Linked DNA regions of Hordeum vulgare: region 2 is linked to region 1. The links are chromatin contacts, called in public Hi-C maps. All regions are on one chromosome and are shown on one strand. Each heading gives the region's core, a stretch centred on a gene start, on an enhancer-like site or on the middle of the called end of the contact. The rest is flanking DNA. Distances are from core to core; before and after follow the strand shown.

What was found. A called contact is a pair of places that touch in the nucleus more often than the background predicts.
Region 2: a contact with region 1 is called in a Hi-C map of seedling, with 1.9 times the contacts expected there. The contact joins the enhancer-like site here to the promoter of LOC123425975 in region 1. A contact is called at or near these places in 3 of 6 Hi-C or Micro-C datasets (leaf and seedling).

What each region holds. Positions count from the first base shown.
Region 1 is chr2H:238,474,884-238,480,954 of MorexV3_pseudomolecules_assembly, forward strand. It overlaps LOC123425975 (asparagine--tRNA ligase, chloroplastic/mitochondrial), which reads right to left and starts at 4,504. Exons shown (of 14, transcript XM_045109752.1): 1 at 4,163-4,504; 2 at 2,058-2,126; 3 at 1,452-1,556. The coding sequence starts at 4,468.
Region 2 is chr2H:239,224,425-239,230,977 of MorexV3_pseudomolecules_assembly, forward strand. No RefSeq gene overlaps it. Among protein-coding and RNA genes, the nearest start is that of LOC123429979, 350 kb to the right of the region's middle. Within about 2 kb of position 2,332, at least 3 of the 3 cell types and tissues checked have open chromatin away from gene starts, as enhancers often do. A contact at or near this core is called in leaf and seedling, where this site is marked.

The DNA.
Region 1 (6,071 bases), core at 3,254-5,753:
GACATGGTGTCACCGACAGGAGCGCACCGCGTAGCACCACTGCATTCCGCCGCCAGCCGCCGCGAGGGCTCCCTTGGTCCCGATGGTGTCCTTGGGAATCCAGGGGGCTGCAAACGCACAAGTTCGGCGCGCGGAGGATTCTCGTCTATCGTTTGGAGTCAAAAATAAAGAGTCGGAGTCTCATTCGGGTTAGCTTATTTCAGGTCAATACAATAGGTCGAGATGTAAAAGGCTTATTTTTTAGGCGTTAGGGTTGTGTGGGGTCGAATCGTCGTTCGGTTGCAGCTCGAGGACGAGCTGCATGTCCTGGTGGGGTGTAGTGTTAGAGTACGTGATGGGCCTGGGCCCGTTAGTCTTAGGGTTTGCTTAGGGGTCAAGTAAGCCTTACTTGGGAGTCAAGTAAACCTCTCTATATATGGAGAGGAGATGTATCAATCTAATCAGGCAAGAATTAAGAAGGAAAACCCTTTTCCCTCTTGCCCGGCCGTGGGGGTCCTCGCAGCTCTCTCTCTCCCGCTCAAACCCTAGCAACCATAACAATATGGGTTCGACGAGAGTTACTATGCTCCTCCACCCTCACAAGACTTCACCAGTCCTTGTTTAAAATCCGACAACGAGCACTGTAGCTCCACTTTTACTTTTGAGTGCATTTCTCTTCTTTTACTGCTTGTAGGTTATTCAAGCTGCGGATCTGGGCAGGTAGAGCTCATCTTCTTGTATAAATCCTAGCCGACATGTTCTGGCTCACATGAAACGTGTATCTAAAGGTGACGGAAATCTTTCGTGATCATCCTCTATTTTGGCTATTTCTTGTTAAATCCACCAAGTAGTTCATCGACGGACTAGTAGAGCCTGTCAGATGTCCCTCATACAACTTGAGCCCTAAGTAACAACCAAAGGATACAGTTCTGATCTCCAACTCTAATCCTCTCTCTTTCCTATCTAAATAACTCTCTTCCCTATCTAAATAACTCTCCTCCCTATTTAAATAAATTACATATTTATTACTAGAATATTACCTAATTTTGTATTTGCGCATGTAACAACTTGGTTGTAACAATCCTTATTAGTGACATTACCATTCAAAAGAGACATCGTAACTTACTAGTCCCCCACGTATTTTGGGTCACATTTTGACCATAACTTTTTAACTAATAAAATATAAGTTACATGTAGCAAAGGTAATATCAAATGGAAACTAGATTCAAATAATCCAAAAACATATTTTTTGACATGCATTAAAGTTTTGCAGTCAAATATATGGTCAAACTTTGACCCAAAATACGATGTGGATTAATAAATCTGTACGGAGGTAGTACTTAGCAACTATTTCCCGTGCAAAATAGGAAGTATTGACATTTAAGAAGAAAATGCAGAATTTAGGCCGAAACTTTGGAGGCATGCACTTTAAAGGGAAAAGTAAAGAAAAATTAGCAGAATGAAACGCATACCACAATGATCTTTGAAACCTTTAGGTCCACTTTCTGCTTACCGCCTTGGCTGCTTGCTACAACTCCCTCCACTAAAACTGAGGCCCCCGTAGTGATAGAGTCTATCTGACATCCATCATCGAAAAGATTGACCAGTGAAATGTATTACAATCATTTAAGCGTTAACAGGTACTACTTCTAAGCAGCATAGTAAAAATTGGCATATCACAACATCCAAAATTATGGGTAACTCTTCACTACTTTAACCCATTCAAATAAAGTTTACTATGCACAACAAGCCCAGAGTTGAGGTGGGTGCTGGAGGCACGTCAGTAACTCTTTATTCTTTAAGTTACTGTATCCTTGTCCAATTGAATATTAAAATATTTAATAGAAGTACTGCCAATATGATTAAGATTTGTTGGTGGCATAGAGCAAATATCAGAGTGGGCGCATCTGTTTTCACAATGTAACAATTGGATTGATCAACATAATTTTCCTGACAATAAGAATAATGGAAGATGCATAGCGTAAACAGCATTTAGACTCTATGCACCTCCAAACGGTTGCAGTTTAGTAATACAACACGTTCTAACTTCTAGATCCAGTAAGTAGACAAATGCATACCTGGTCATAGCCTTCTGTTTCAGGAGTTAACACACATTGCATATTGGACAAGCAAGATCCATCATTAACCTAAATAATAGAGTTTCAAGATTTATTAGACCCTTGAAGAAAAATAATAATACTTCATCGTTGACAAAAATAAGTTACTTTAATTTTTCAGTCACTAATGCAACACATTGGCCAAGTTTTATAATCATGCTAGCAAATGAACAAAATTAAATATTCTCAAAGTACTTTGCAAGTCCAAATACATTATTTTACTCATGTTTCAAAAGGTTAACCAAGTGAATCCCACAAAGATTCACCTAGAGTGCGGGAGTGGGCTCTTGCTAGAGAAATGTCTAGCCTCCATACTGATGTATTTATCTGATAGGGTAAGAGGAACTTTGTATTCGTTATATCATGTATACAAAGACCAGTATGATCATTCTACTAGTGCATGAGGATGAGGGCCTCTCGCATGACTAACACAAGACTGTCAACAAAAAGATTTTCAAAACTCCTAACTCACCTAAGAAACCCTATAAATGTCAGCCAAGCTAGTTATCAAATATGTAGTGGAAAGAGAATTTGCATGAGGGCGAAGGTCTCTCTCGTCATAGCACAGGGCCAGCCATAGAAAGATTTTCCAAACTCTAAACTCTCCTAAGGAACCCAATAAGTTGCAGTCAGGCTAGTTATCAAATATGGGGTGAAAAGTTTATACACATGAGGATGAGGGTCTCTTTCGTGACTAACACAAGGCTGGCCAAGGAAAGATTTTCTAAACTCGTAACTCACCTAAGAAACCCTACAAGTGGCAGTCAGGACTCAGGTTAGCTATCCAATACGTGGTGGAAAGAGAATACACAGTCTAAACGTGTTAGAGCAACTCTAGCAGATTCCCTAAATTCCCCCCATCTTTAAAATAATGGCTATTATAAAGAATAGAGGGCAATTTTCCACTCTAGCAGATTCCCTATACCTTACTCTATCCTTCAAAAAAAAATAAGGCACTCTAAAACAGCCCACCAACCTTTATATTTAGAGGCCGGGGAGGAGTTTTTAGCTCTGGTGGAAAAGGCAGTGCCTAGGAGGCGCTTAGGCACTCCTAGGCACTAGGCGATGGCCAAACGCCTCACCTAGGGCATAAGCGATAGTTTAGGCAGGGCAAGCAAGAAATTTTCTAACCTAGAGAGAAATCATGCCATATTGCACTAATATGCCAAGCGAGCCATATTCCAATGGCAGTACTTGGTAGTTAACTTATATATATGCCTTAAATTAAGATAATACACATATAATGACCACAGATACACCCTAATAGTAGAAACTATATTATCGTCAAGGCCGGGTCTAGGGCGCTTAAGCACCGCCTAGGCACTAGGCGAACTAGGCGAAGGCCAACCGCCTCGCTTACGCCTACCGCTTTTCCAACCTTGGTTTTTAGAGTACACTTTATATCTTCCTGTGGATGGGGGCAAGGAAATTTCACCTCAACTACCTCCTGCCTGTAGCCGCTTATTCGACTGTTGTCGTTGTAGTGGGGAGAAGGCTCGTGGAGAGGTCGAAGAATGGAAAAAAATCCCCTCCCACCGACATGTGGGCTCAAATTTACAAAGGCTTGGTTTTACAGACTCTAACTTTGCACAGAACCTCGAGAGTCTTTCAAAAATTATAAAGGGAGAAGCAAGAGGATTTTAAAGGCCAAAATTTTAGGGAATCTGCTAGAGTTACTCTTGTTTGCTAGTGCCTATATAAGGGCCCCTAATCTTATTGGGAGAAACCATTGTGACCCAATCTCTGGAAAATATATTTCTAAGCTCAGAATCCATTTTTTTCCAGGAAACACAGGGACACCATGGTCAGTTCAAGACGTCATATACAGCACCACAACAGGTGAAACCAAGCTATCCAAAGTTAATGACATATAAACTACATAGAACTTTCCTCAACTATGGAAGTCTTGGATCATCAAGCAAAGCTGGTAATAGCATCAACATTTCCGCAGAAACAAATTTGCTAACTATACGCCTGGAGACTTGAGCCAGTCCATGGCAATTGGAAACTATAGAAAATGGACCATGGAAATCGACGACAGCAGCAAGACTGTGTTGTGTCCTGACCTCCACGAATGTGACGGTCCTCTGGGCACGGCAGGTGCGCACCCACCCGCGCACGGTAAGCTCCTTCCCGACCCAGGAAGTGCCTTGGTCCTCCCCTCCCTTCACTTCAGCCACCCTGATCCTCCGCCGGAACTCCCCCACGGCGTCCCCCGTCGGCATCGCCGTGGCCGCGACGGGGGGCGCGGCGGCGCAGTAGCGGCGCCAACCCAAGGAGAGAGCGAGTGGCGTAGGAAAGAGGGAATGCCTCGGGCTCCGGAGACAGTGTGGTGCCAGCCGGAGAAGGCGGCAGGAGGCAGCGGCGGCCATGGCGAAGGTAGTAGCTCAGGGGCGGGGGTTTACGCTATCGCGCGGCCTCTCTGTTGCTTGCTATTTGAGCCGTCCGTTTTGTGATTCCATTCCACGGAACCCGCCTTCGTAACTATACTACGCTTTCCGTCCTGGTTTGCGTATTCCTCCCTGGTTCTCTTTGTCTCTGTTCGGCAGTGCTAATGATACGAGGAGGATGACATGACATGAGATGATCACGCCATATGCGATGTGATTATCCAATCAAACAACGCCAACGGAATCAAATCACATGTGCTGCGGTACGTTACTTTCTACGTGGAGTGAGATAAGATTTTTTGAACTTTTTTCTCCTTAGGCCTCGTTTGGTTAAGGGGGATTGGGAAAGTTTTGAAAGGGAGGGATTTCACGGGATTGGATGAATCCCTTCCTTCCACCCAATCCTCTCACATCCTTTCTATTTGATATACAGGGAATCATACAAAAAGATTCATATACAAGAATATAGTATAATTGAAAATATAATTTTTACAACTTCAACTTCGTACACATGAGTATACTATTATTCAAAAGAAGATACTACACGAATCACCATATAGAATTGGATTCCAAAACCAAATGGTTCACAAATCGTGAGAAATAGTGAACTAAAATGTAAAAGCATGAACACAAAACCAGGTCCACAATAATAATAAGATAATATATCTGACCAAAATTCATCACGGGTATAATATAAATCTCCAAAACAGTCGATATTGTCTGGCAGATAACCACCAGGTCCACAATAATAATAAGATAATTTAAAAATAGAAGTAATCTCCAAGCAAAAAAGAAAATGTTTGGCATTTCACTAGTTTCACGTTTCACTAGGGGTGAGTTGGAGTTTCTGCTCGGTTTCAAGGGGAATCACCAAGCTCAGTCATCACCGAAAGTTATCTTCTTCCCTACCAAAAAAACAACAAACAAATGTCAAAACCAGACGCGTCATTATGGAAGATACAAATGCGTACAAACTCCTACACCAAAGGCTCCAAACGACTTTTATAATTTACCAATGGTGCTGGCTAACTATTCTGATACAACCATTGTATCCTTTTCTCGGCACAAAAAATAGTCACAAGATCAAGATATTAACAATACAGTTCGTATTGCTCGCCGCGAGCAAACTCGCTGCTGCTAACAGGATGGTATATGCATAGCACGGCTGGCTTGCCATTTTGTCCCAATGGTTAAGAGGGTGATCTGGGATTGGAAGCAACTGAATTTGAAGCAGTTTACACAAAAACAAAATTTTAACACAACAGACTCTAGCAAGTAAAAGAAAGAGCTCATAAACTGCATCAAAATCATAGCCAATAATGGCACCAGTTTTCTGCAATCAGTGGGAAGGGACAATGCAGCATTGGCAACCCGGTGAAAAATTATAGAAGATGCCAACTATATAAGCAATAACTGCATGACTCTGAGGACCCCTACAGGATGCAAACCAGGACCAAATTTCAGCAGTGAGCCGGCTGCTGGCTCATTGGAATCAAATCAGCAAAATGTTTACGAAGTCATGTTGACCAAATCCTAACCACCAGATATACAGGAAAGCTACAGACTAAGACAAAATAATTGTTAG
Region 2 (6,553 bases), core at 1,082-3,581, 750 kb after region 1:
CTTACCGGTGGCTTGTTCAAGTATTCCCTAATCAAATTGTGCTCTCTTTGTCCTCATGGATCCCAATTGATTTGTATTATCCTCTTACGTTCCAAATTATTGTTCTTGTGTTGGAGATGCCTTCAAGTTCGTGAAAATCTATCTTCAATATGTCCAAGAAGAATAAGTGATGCACCAAATCCGTTGATTTTCATCAATTTAAATTGATGAAGGATAATCATAACATAATTCTTATTCTTGTTTCATCAAGATGATTTCAGTCCTACTTTTGGAGTTGTTTAGGATATCAAATTCTCGATTCTAAGTTGTTCTTATATTCTTTTCCGGAGTTCCAATTTTTCTCAAGTATCTCGTCGTGAAGCTTCATATAAATATTTGCAAGGCCTCAATCTTGTTCATTTTGTAACCTTCAATTCTTTTCTACCATCGTTTCATTCCGGAGTTCTTTCCGATAGTTCTTCATGGTGCTTGTTAATGATAGAGCACCTAAATTATTATGTTGTCGAAAGAGGTTTTCATCTCTTGTTGCTCCCAACCAACCAATTGTTTTGTTGGTGACCGGTTGTCACCTCATAATTTTGAGGTGTTTGTCCATAACCCACAACAAGCATATTATTTTCCTTGTTGATTTTCCAACATCTCTGTTCAATGCTCCTTTGTAAGGATGCTTTTCAATGCAGTTGTGGTAGAAGTTGTCATTTTATTGTATCCTCTTTTCTTTCCAACGCTCTAATTTCTGTTCTTTTGTTCCCGAGGCATTGGGATGTTGCTTTCTTCCGATCATTAGCTCGTGTTATCAAGATCATGTTGGTTTCCTTGCTTATCCATTTAACCGGACTTTTGTGGCTGTCTTTTCAATTTCTTTCAATCATATTAATTTTTATTCTCTTTTCAAACGGATTGCTACCCATATTCATTCTTTCTCACGACTTCTCTATCTCCTTTCAACTGTTGTGGTTTTGAATTGTTTCTCGTTCCTCGTGTCATTCTTCATCTCTTGCCAACCTTCAAGTTCGTTGGTTTCACTCGTTTGTAAAAGAAGCGAACAAGTTTTACCTATTCATTTCCTCTTCCTTTTCTCATTCTAAGATCTCGGGTCAAGATCTCTCGGTAATGGAGGAGAGTTGTAAAAACTCGAGAAGGACACTCTAGATGATTTCGTTTATTTCAAGTTTCACCATGTGTTTCATTTGTTTGGCGCATTCATCATAACATCATTCGCATTGCATTGACACTCCTTTGTCGTCATATGTCAAACATGCATTCATTCGTACTTGTCAGTTATCCCCGTTGTGTTCGTCGATCGTTTCGAGACCATCCACACACACAAGCCCGTGGCGTCGGTAGGACATTATTATTTTTAGTGCGTACAAATATTTCTTGGAATGGTCTGAAATTGGCGTGGAGGTAGACCACTTGCCAAATTTCCTTAGATTTGGAGGTCAATTGGTACCCAAACTGTTAAACATATAACGTCACTATAGCCGGTGAAATCTTACACGTTTCGGCATTTCTAAAACCTGTCATGGGCTGCAATCTCCCTCTCATCTTAACCCAACCCATCTACACATCCCACCTGTAGCCCAACTACCACCCTCCGCTTTCATACCATCCGATCGAGTTCGAATCGTCCGAAATCATACTAAATGCACTAAATGCACTAACCCTAGCAAAACCTACTATAAAAGGATAGCCTTCCCTGCCTATTTTGGAGGAAACCCTAACCTCTAGCCTACCCTAACTCCCCACACGCCACCTCCTAAAAATCCACGCTGCCGGGTTTGATCTCACCACTTGGCAGCCTGAACCCATTCCTCCTTCGATCTGAGCCGCCGAATCAATGATCCAACGGTTCACAACGCCCCTGCACTCGTTCTCGCTCCCGCGGTACCCCAGCCTCGAGGCTCCGCTCGGTTGGATGAGGACTGATCTCAAGCACCATGCATCCGCGCCGCCAAAAGTCGCCACTAGGAGCCACTAGAGCCCCATGTTGCCGGTCACCAGCAGGTCTCCCAGCACCGCCCTTCTGCCTGCCTTCTCTGCTAACTACTTTGGATCCCCCCTCTCATGTTCATGTCTCTTTCCCCGCCATGGACAAGCACCACCAAGCTTCCCCCGCCGCCATGGAGTTTGCATGTAACTCCACCCATTCGCTATCGGGAATGGTTCCAAGACATCAAGATCCATTCGTCCCCACCTCCGGTCCCTCTAGATACGGCAATTTCAAGTCGGATCTCGCGTCACCGTCCTGGCCACTGGAGGCCACGTCCTCCTCTACTTCAATCGTGAGGTTGATGATAACACCAGCGCCAACACTCTGGACCACGTGCAACCTCCATGGTCTGGCCCATCTGCTCGCCCCACTAGCCCACTCCGCCAAACGGGCCAGCCCGGCACGGCCAGTGCCGACACGTTTACTAATCGTTCCGTGTCGTGCCAGCCCGTGGGCTACGCCTCCAGGCCCAGGCACGACCCGGTTATTAAATAGGTCGGCATGCTGGCCCGATTAGCACGCTGGAACTTATTATTTTAGCCTCCTGGACTCATATTTAGGCCCATTAGGTTGTATATTATTTATTTATATATATATATATAAAGTAAAAATATATATAAAAAATTAAACGGGTCGTGTCGTGCCGGCCCGCGTGCCCCGCCTCCAGGCCCAGGCACGGCCCGAGGCGTGTCGCATGTCTGGCACGGGCCCGTTTAAGTTGTGCCAGGCCGGCATGCTATCGGGCCGGCCCGATTGAGACGGCCCATTTGGCCAGGTATAGCCCACTTCGCCCCCAAGGCCCAGATCCGCCAAGGCTCGGCCTCCAACCGTTCTCCTCCTGACCTGGGCCGCCTTCTCGCTTTGGTGACAGCCCAGCCCCTCTATCCCTTGGACTGGACGCTGTCTAGTTTCCTAGTGCCCATTCCTTTCGTCGTCGGAATGTTTTTTATTTTGTGTGCGAATTTATCAATTAACCAGGAAATGGTAGTTTTATAGAAAAACCCTTGTTGTTCGTGCAAATTTATCGCATTAAAATGTTTTATATATGAATAATGTTCATAATTTTGTGTAGATTCACAATTTTAAAATTCCACACATGATTAAAATGTTTAAACATGATGTTTGCATTAATTTGCATAATTGCCATGTTAAAATGATAAATTTCATACCTAAATAACCATAGCTGCAATTAAAATGTTCCACATACGTAATTTGACTAGAGAAATGTGTAGAATAACATCGTGGGATTTATTTTCCTATTTAAATACTCAAAAATTATGTTCTAGGCAGAAAAGTAGCAAATTCGAAAATTACATATGGGGACTTTCCGAAATTGTTATTTGTTGTTCCGACCTCATTTAAACTTGCATAAATGTGTAGTCTATTTGTGCTTCACTTATTGCCATTTTTTGACAACATTTAATATTGATGAGTAGAATAAACATGAGTGAGCTAAATAAATTGATTGTGGAGTTTCGTTAATATGCAATTCGTTGCATATTGAACTTCACTTAATTTGTAGTGTTTGATTGTTGCACCTCGCCATGCCATGCCTATTTAAACAGGACATGCATCATATTTGGTTGTGCATCATATCAAGAATATTTTGTGGTGTACCGTGTGTTTATTGTTTGTTTCCGGTTTGCTTCTTCTTGATAGAGTTTCAAAAGCATTCGGAGTGTGAGGATTCCTTCGACTACATCCCGTTCGTCTAGTTCACGGATTCTTTCTTCTTCGATGCGGGATCTCATGCAAGATGACCATTTCCCTCGATACCACTATTATGATTGCCATGCTAGTTACTCGTTTCTATCATTATGTCACACTGCTTACCACTTATTGTCAAGCCTCCCAAAATTCCATGATAAGCCTCTAACCTCCAGCTTCCCAGCAAAACATTGTTTGGCTATGTTACCGCTTGCTCGGCCCTTATTCTAGCGTTGTTAGTTGCACGTGCAGTTGTTTCCGTGTGACAACATGGATATAATCGAGATATCATAATATTAATGCTATTTAATTTAATGCACATATATACTTGGTAAAAGGTGGAAGGTTTGGTCTTTTGCTCTGTGTTTTGTTCCACCTTTGCCTCCCTAGGTACTTTTGTACTGGTGTTATGTTCCATATTGAGCGCTCCTAACATGCTTGGGGTTGTTATCGGGACCCACTTGATTTTCATTTTATGATAGAACTCCTTGGGAAAGGCCCAACATTGGTACTATATTTGATCAACATAATAATATTTAATACCTTTATTAACGCATAGGTAGTTAGCGCTACACGCGGATTAATTCAACATAATACATGGGGCATTGTTGATGGTGTTGGTCCCAAATGGGCATACTATGGGGCCACCATGGGGAAACTCGTGGTTTCTTTTTACTCGTACTCTGACCCATCTGGTCATGTCCTAAGAACGTGATATGCGGCTCCTATCGGGTTCGTCGACACGTTTGGCAGCCTTGCTGGATTTGGTTTACCTTTCTCGAACATCTTGTGCACTAGGGTTTCAAAGATACCTTGGGCTATCATGAGGTTGAGGTTTTCCAGCGCAACTTGTGGCTAGTTTGTGATGGATGAGTTGGAGTACACCTACACGTTTAAATCTTTCTTAGAGCCATGCTCACAGTTATGTGACAACTTGGAAATTTGTTTACAACCTGGTCATAGCAAATTTGAAGTAAACTCAATTACAATACACCAACCATGTGTCAAACCATAACCGTCTCTTCTTGTCAGGTTGAACCAAGAAGAGAACACGGTAGGGTTATGATTAACTCATAAGTAGGTGTTCAGGATCACTTCTTAATCATTATTAGTTCAGTCCGTTTGTGCGTAGAATTCTTCTTATTCTTGTACTCATAAGTTAGGCACACAAATAAATGCTTACTTATTGTAGCAACCTCACCAATTAACCATACCTCACCCATTAAGTTTTGCTAGTCTTAATACCTTTTGAAATGAGATTGTTGAGTACCCGTGGCTCATAGTTTACTACAACAACAATTGCAAGTACAGGTAATGATATGCTTTGACGGGAGCATGATGTTTGTTTGATTTGGAGTTCTTCCTATTTTTATTCATGGATCATAGGATGGGTTCCAGGCCGGCAACCTAGGATTAGCAAGGTTGGATGTAACTTTTATTGTTTGATTTTGTCCATATTCGAACCCTGCTCTTGTGTATGATGATTGAATGTATCATTGTATTGAGATGTTAATGATTTAGCTTGTGGAGAGTGTAAGCTCATTCCATATACCCATATCCTCTTTACATGTACTTGTAACGATATCCATTCTTGCAAAATGACGAGATGCACTTCTATCCCAATTGAGGCCCTCGAGCCAAAGTAAGGATAGGACCGCATCTTGGGCGTTACAACAATACTTTTAGTCCCCCAAGTTTGGATGAGCAAATTTATTATGATGATGGCATGCCTCCTATTTATGATGAAAATGGTGATGAAATGTATGCTATAAAGAGCAATGATAACAATGAAACTTGTCATCATAATTTTAATATTCAATATAGTTATGCAATCAAGTGTCTCATGATAGTTATTTTGTTGAGTTTGCTCCTACTACTATGAATGATAAGAAGTTTGCTTATGAGGAGAGTAATAATTTTTTTTATGCTTCTAGATCATGAAGTAACACTTTATGTGATAGTTATATTGTTGAATTTCTTCATGATGCTACTGAAAATTGTTATGATGGGGGAACATATGCTTGTAGGAATTGCTATAATTGAAGTTATGCTTGATTTGCCTTCCTATGCAAGTTCATTGTTGCTACAATAAAGTTTTTGCTTTGAAAATCCCTATGCATAGGAATTTGGTTTGAGTTAAATGTGCTTGTCATGTAATTCATGATGCTCTCTTGCATGTTTCAATTACTATTCTTATGTGAGCATCATTGAAATAATCATGCCTAGCTACAAGGCATTAAAGAAACGCGCTTGTTGGGAGACAACCCAATACTTACCCTATTTGTTTGGGTGTTAACATGATTAATCTAGTGTAGTAATCATGTTGTATGGTTTTTATTTCAATAATGTGCCAAGTAAAGCCTTTGGGATAGTGTGGATACTTGTTGATTTAATTATGTGCAAAAGCAGAAACTTTTGTGTCCAGTACATGAATTATGTGATTTTACTACAGAGCCAAAAAAATGAAATTTGTACAGTTTTATATGCAAATTCGCTGCATTTTCCTAATGTTTCAGAAATTTCAAAGATAGGAACGTATGGTTTAAGTTGAGGTCTTTATAGATTGTTCTGTTTTTGACACATCCTGTTTTGCATGCATAGTTTGCTTACTTTAACGTCTCCATAGCTTATATTTAGTGAAATTAAATGTGGGAATGATATAATATAGTAGGTATTATGTGAAAACAATTATGAATCTTGTCTTGGTAGTACCTAAGTGAATGATTTATCTTTATTAGACTAACCCATCTCACGAAGTTCCATTAAGTTTTATGTGATTAACGTTTTCAAGTTTTGGATGCGATATTGAATTGAGAGAGTAAGGAGTGGCAAGACCCTAAGCTTGGAGATACC